Regions from separate parts of the Mus musculus genome. Here region 2 is linked to region 1. Evidence: chromatin contacts called from public Hi-C data. All regions are on one chromosome and are shown on one strand. The core of a region is the stretch at or near the end of the contact, and the rest is flanking DNA. Distances in the headings are between cores, read along the strand shown.

Evidence for each region. A called contact is a pair of places that touch in the nucleus more often than the background predicts.
Region 2: a contact with region 1 is called in a Hi-C map of bone marrow-derived macrophages, with 19 read pairs. The contact joins two enhancer-like sites. A contact is called at or near these places in 1 of 484 Hi-C or Micro-C datasets (bone marrow-derived macrophages), 1 of 115 datasets of contacts at active chromatin or transcription factors (embryonic stem cells) and 1 of 9 other capture datasets (embryonic stem cells).

The regions. Positions count from the first base shown.
Region 1 is chr7:82,690,269-82,693,041 of GRCm38.p6, forward strand. Efl1 (elongation factor like GTPase 1) reads left to right here. Exons shown (of 20, transcript NM_175317.3): 13 at 2,195-2,346; 14 at 2,562-2,728. Among named protein-coding and RNA genes, the nearest start is that of Efl1, 43 kb to the left of the region's middle. Within about 2 kb of position 1,328, at least 95 of the 459 cell types and tissues checked have an H3K27ac peak or open chromatin away from gene starts, as enhancers often do. A contact at or near this core is called in bone marrow-derived macrophages, where this site is marked.
Region 2 is chr7:83,059,592-83,062,364 of GRCm38.p6, forward strand. No RefSeq gene overlaps it. Among named protein-coding and RNA genes, the nearest start is that of Gm36817, 24 kb to the left of the region's middle. Within about 2 kb of position 1,435, at least 61 of the 459 cell types and tissues checked have an H3K27ac peak or open chromatin away from gene starts, as enhancers often do. A contact at or near this core is called in bone marrow-derived macrophages, where this site is marked.

The sequences.
Region 1 (2,773 bases), core at 78-2,577:
ACAAACAAGCAAACAACCTCCTAGCCTCAAACTTGGCAGTCTACTGAGTTCCAAGACTATGGGGGTACAGTACCAATATCAACTTAATGGTGATTCTGTGCCATGCCATGAACTTGGGCTTTAGTATTTAATAAAATTATATTTCTTTTTTTAACCAAAGCTAAAATTAAATTTCTTTTTCTTAAGATGGTGATTTTTAATTTTTACTGACTGGAAGATGGTGACTGTGGAGTTTGGACCCAACAAATTACACTTGAATTGTGGCTCATATAGTATCCATTAAACTTTGAGTCAACTTTCTTAAGCTTCCTAAGTCTCTGTCTTCCTGTGTGTGAAGTGGTGATGTACAGTGTGCGTCCCTTAACTGCTGTGATGGTTACTGTGCTGTACTACATGTACAGTGGTAAGCACGGAGGACAGACCAATGATGAGCCCATTAGGGAGAGCAGTTCTCTCCAGACTCCTCGACTCTTAAGTGATAGTAACAGTGAATACTGTGTTCTGCATTTGTGTTTCAGTTCATACTTTCATATACTTGTGTGTGTGTATGAGTATGAGCGTGTGTGTGTGTGTGTGTGTGTATTTATCAGTTAAGCTTTTATCTGTGTCATTCCTCAGATGTTGTCCACCTTGTTTTTGTTTTAAAGACAGATCTCTCACTGATCTGGAGCTCGGCAATTAGGCTAGGCTGGGATTCCTCTGTCTTCCATTTCCCTGGCATTGGGATTACACATGTGTACTGCCAATCACGGATTTTATTCTTGGGCATTCTTTTAGCAAAAGACTGAGTCAAATAAACTTGCAGAGGAAGTATGTAGCTTGGGCCAGAAGAGCAGGAGTGGAAGATATGGCTGTTGATGATGGCAAAGAAGGAGGCAGGAAGTGGACAAATCAGACACTGCTGCAGAAGGCAGAACAGCATCTGTAGCTTACCGTTGTAAGGAAGCAGTGTGCATCCTGTCTTTACAGGCGTTTAGAGGTTCCCATGAAGAGGAGCCATTTCCTGCAGGGATGGTCAGTCTCTGGCCAGTGATCTGAGGTCTCTCACTTTGACTACCTATAGTGAGCGGGGTCTGGCTCAGAGGCCCAGATCCTGGGTCTGGAAGATAGATAGCACGAGTTTCCATCTAGCTGGCAGGATCCTGAAGAGCACAGCAGTGAACAGTCTGAGGTAGGATATCATTAGCTCCAGGAGCATGTGGCTCCTTAGAAGACAGGCCAACCGTGCCTGTGCCCAGTACCTATCTATGTGCACAGTGTAGCCTATCTGTAGCCTCTGGAGCTGTAAGAGAAAGAGGAAGGAAGCAAGGCAGTGTGGGAGATGAGACTGAGGCTGGTTTCACAGTATGGTTTACAGAGTGAAATAGAAAGTGTAATGTCAAAGGCAAGAGACAGTGTGGAGGGAGGCAGACAGTGTAGTGCAGCTCTGCCCCTGTTGCTCAAGCTTATGCTTGAGCGTCTGGATGTTCAGCCAATACAGTGGTGGGTATGCCACGGTCTACCAACTCCAGGGCCAGGACTGCTGCTACTCAGTGCTGGGGTTAAACGTGCAGGGAGTGGGGAGTATTCATGGGAATGCCTGCTTAAAGGGAGACGACTCCTGGGTCACTTCCCTTGCCTGGTTTCTGCCTTCCAAACCCAGATTCCTAACCAAATGCTCAGTCTCTAAGTACCTTTTCTGTGTCCTGATAGAAATGAGAGTCGCTTTTCATGAAGGAAAAAGAAACAAACCATTATTCCATTATTGCTAATGGAATAATATGACACACTTTTGAACTAAAAAGAAAACCTCATTTCATAGTGGCTGTTTGCATACTCTCCAGGGTGTTTTGAGCCTTGGTGCCTGTTAACCATCCTCTTCCTTCTCCTTGTTGGCCTCTACCAGAAGAAACACTGACTCTGTGGAAGGCTTTGTGTAACTGCACTTGGTGGTACTTGGGGCCATGGGCACTTGTGCACCAGTTCATAAGCTCCAAGCCATTGGGGACGTAGTGGGCCGGAGAGCCTTCTTTCACTACAGTTTTTGCTGGAGAGAAATTGGATAAGCCTCAGTGGGGTACTTGGTACTGGTCATCACTTCTACAGTCATATGAGCACTTGTTTTCAAAAGAGAGATGAGAGGTGTTTGATGCTGCCACATCATAAAATACTGTGATCATCATAATATATTATAACATCATAACATATCCTGTAGGCCTCTCACTCAAGAAGAAATGGCCCAGAGACGGGAACGGGCAAGACAGAGGCACGCAGAGAAGCTTGCAGCAGCCCAGGGGCAAACATCCCAGGGACCCACCCAGGATGGAGGTGCCCTTGAAACAAGTCCCCATGAAGATGAGCCAAGAGGTACAGCATTCCTAAAAGGTCTTAGTGGAAACTATTTGACATTTTTGCTTAACTTGGTACATTGTCCCTCATATTTTCACTTTGTCATTGTTTTTATCAATATTGTTTCTATTATCAGACCAGATATTCATGTTCACTATTTCTTCAGTACATAGGAACAGTTACTTGGTTGAAGTAAGCATTTGTGGCACTGAATATCTTTTTGTGCCTGGCAGGTGATGAACCAGATGTGGCAAGTGTAAGCCGCCAGCCTGTTTCCCAGGAGGAAAGCAGCCAAGAGGCCTTCATCGCATTTGCTCGTGTGTTCAGTGGCATAGCTCGAAGAGGAAAGAAAATTTTCGTCTTAGGACCCAAGTACAGCCCTGTTGATTTTTTACAGCGGGTAAGAGTTAGGAGTAAACTGTGTGGACATTATTTTGAGGATATG
Region 2 (2,773 bases), core at 185-2,684, 370 kb after region 1:
GAAAGCAGGCTTTGCAAATTTTGGGAGCAAGTCAATAAGCAATGGTCTTCCATTCAATTCATCCTCCAATCCCTTTCTCCAGGTTCCTGCCATGAGTTTCTGCCCTGACTTCCCTACATCATGAACTATACATTGTAAGCTGAAATACCTACCCCTCCACAAATTGTTTTTGGTCACAGTGTTTATCACAACAATAGGAATGTAATTAGGACAAATATGTAAACAAATGTAGCATGCTACCAACTGGTGTGCGTCTAAGCATCCTTATACTATTCTGTGATGATCTTGTAGTAGATTCACAGCAACCATCCAGCCAGTGCCTTCCTTCCCAGTTTATGTATGGCCCAGAAAATGGAAACTCAGATAAATTAAGAGACTTGTTTACGCTGGGAGTGGTGGCACATGCCTAAAGGATTAAAATCCTAGCACTCAGGAGACAGAGGCAGGCAGATTTCTGAGTTCGAGGGCAGCCTGGTCTACAAAGTGAGTTCTGGAACAGCCAGGGCTATACAGAGAAACCCTGTCTCAAAAACAAAAAAACAAAAACAAAAACAAAAAAACAAAACAAACAATTAAACAAACAAAAAAGAAACTTGTTCACAGTACCAAGGAGAGACTGGAGCTGGGATTTGATCCGAAGTCTCTCTGATTTGAAGCTCCAGCTTCTACAGTTTCTGACAAATGAACTGAGGCCTGCCAGATCAGACCCAGATACTGTCTTTGCTGAGGTGTCAGCCATTAAACTGGCAGGCTGGATGAATACCTTGAGGCTTGCTACATCATGAAGCACTTTCCTGAGGCCTCAGTTTGCAAATAAGAAATTTTCCTTGGAGTCTCTCCAAAGAGGAAGAGATGGGGTGAGGAGTGGGAGTAGGGGTGTGGAATGAGGGGTGGGGCATTACTTCCAGGCCCACAGCGGGAACAAATCGCTGCTCTTTGCAAAGCCCTTGACATTCAAGGATCCCTCTAGGAAGGAACAGGGTCATGCTTTGACACTTTTATCAAGGACCCTGCTCCTTCTATTTCTTCCCCTTCCCCTCCCCCTTCTTCCTCTTTCCTTTCGCCTTCTTCTTCCTCTTCCTCCCTCCTCCTCCTGCTCCTCCTCCTCCTCTTCTCATCTACATGTGGATGTAATGAAAGTCTGCTGGGCACTTGAGAAAAGGAGACACTGGAGTGGTGTAAGTAAGCTGTTACTGCCTCTCTTCCCAGCAAGCATGAGCTGAATAAAACATGTAGTCAATAAAACCCAGCAAAACAATGAAACGAAGCCCTTTGGTGCTCTTGTATTGGGTGTTAGGCAACCCAGAAACCTGTGGTCATAAAAAGGGGAATGAGGGGAAACTTTACACTCATAGGAACAAAGACAGCTCCGCAGAAGGTTGAAAAGAACACTAGCCTAGCTCAAGTCTTATCCTTGGGCACCTGGAAGCAGTTAGGTTTGAAAGCTGTGCAGACCTCAGGCCGGCTGCTCCCAGCTCTCCCAGGGATCTCGTTAGGGGTAGGCAGTGCAACGTGCTTTTCATTAGGAAACCCATTGATCCTACCCACAAAGATACATTTTTTTTCTTTTTTTTCCCCAATGGTAAATTTATAAGCTTTGAGCACAAAGATCATTTACAGTCTCCTCCTACCCCTTCTTTGCAGGGGATGGGGGTGGGGTGTAGAAAATTTGGAGCTGCCCTGGGTGCCAGCTGCCCTAGGTGACAATTCAAGAAAGTCGTCCCTTGACTGGCTGAACACTGCAAAGCAAACTTCAACACTTTCCTATTTCTGGTGAAGACTGGAAGGAAACGGGGAAGTTTTTCATCCTTGGTGCCTTGTTAGGACTTGGTATAAAGTAGGCCAGTGCAATTTGTCTATTTTGGGTTTCAGAAACATTTGTTCTTCCCACAAGAGGTATTTTAAATACCTTCAGACCACGACTGCAACCCTAAACAATTCATTAAAATAGGCTCTTTGGAGCCTAATTTTAAAACAAAAAGTTGTTGATGATAATGATCATGAATGAGCCAGGCAAGCGCAGCTGTCCAGTCCTCGGGCTTCAGAACTACTCAGAAAAGTAACAACATGATTGTCCGTAGTTGTGTCGTCCAGCCTCCATCTCCCCCAGAAGGCATCCACTGTAATAGAAGAGAATCAGATTGAGAGAAAGAAAGAAAATAATCTTGGCTAAATTGCAAACACTGAGTCACCAGGGAGGAAGGGCTGTTCTGAGCCAAATCTGCTGTATTTTCCCTTGGATTTGTCTCCTAGCCCAGGCCTAACTGTAATCATATCTAAGCACTACAGTAAATGTGCAAGGCCATTGGTAAGCCTCAAAACTGCTGGTTTAGTAAAAACTGCAAGACATTGGCCATGAACAGTCACAAGAATGGAGAACCAATGGCGAGACCATTCTTCCTCAGGCAGTCCTATTTGCTGAATGAGTTCCTGGGGTCATGCAACAGATACTGACTGATGTTGCAGGAGACAGGAATAAGGTGGCACCAGGCACATGATAGTGTGGTGGGCAATCTGTAAGTAACTGCGAGACCTTCTTCGGATCCTTCTGAAATTTGTTGTGCATGCCTTGGAACAAGTAGGGTGTCGTTTTATGATGTTTGTGGATTAGTGTGGGGAGACTTTGCCACAGGCTACGGCTCTGTGTTAGGGGAAGTAGAAAGAGGAAGAAGCATGCAGTCTATATTTTGGCTGTTTAACAATGGTTTGGTTAATAATCCTTTCCACCAGAGTGCAAGTAAATGCACATGCACACACATACACATTTGCAGTG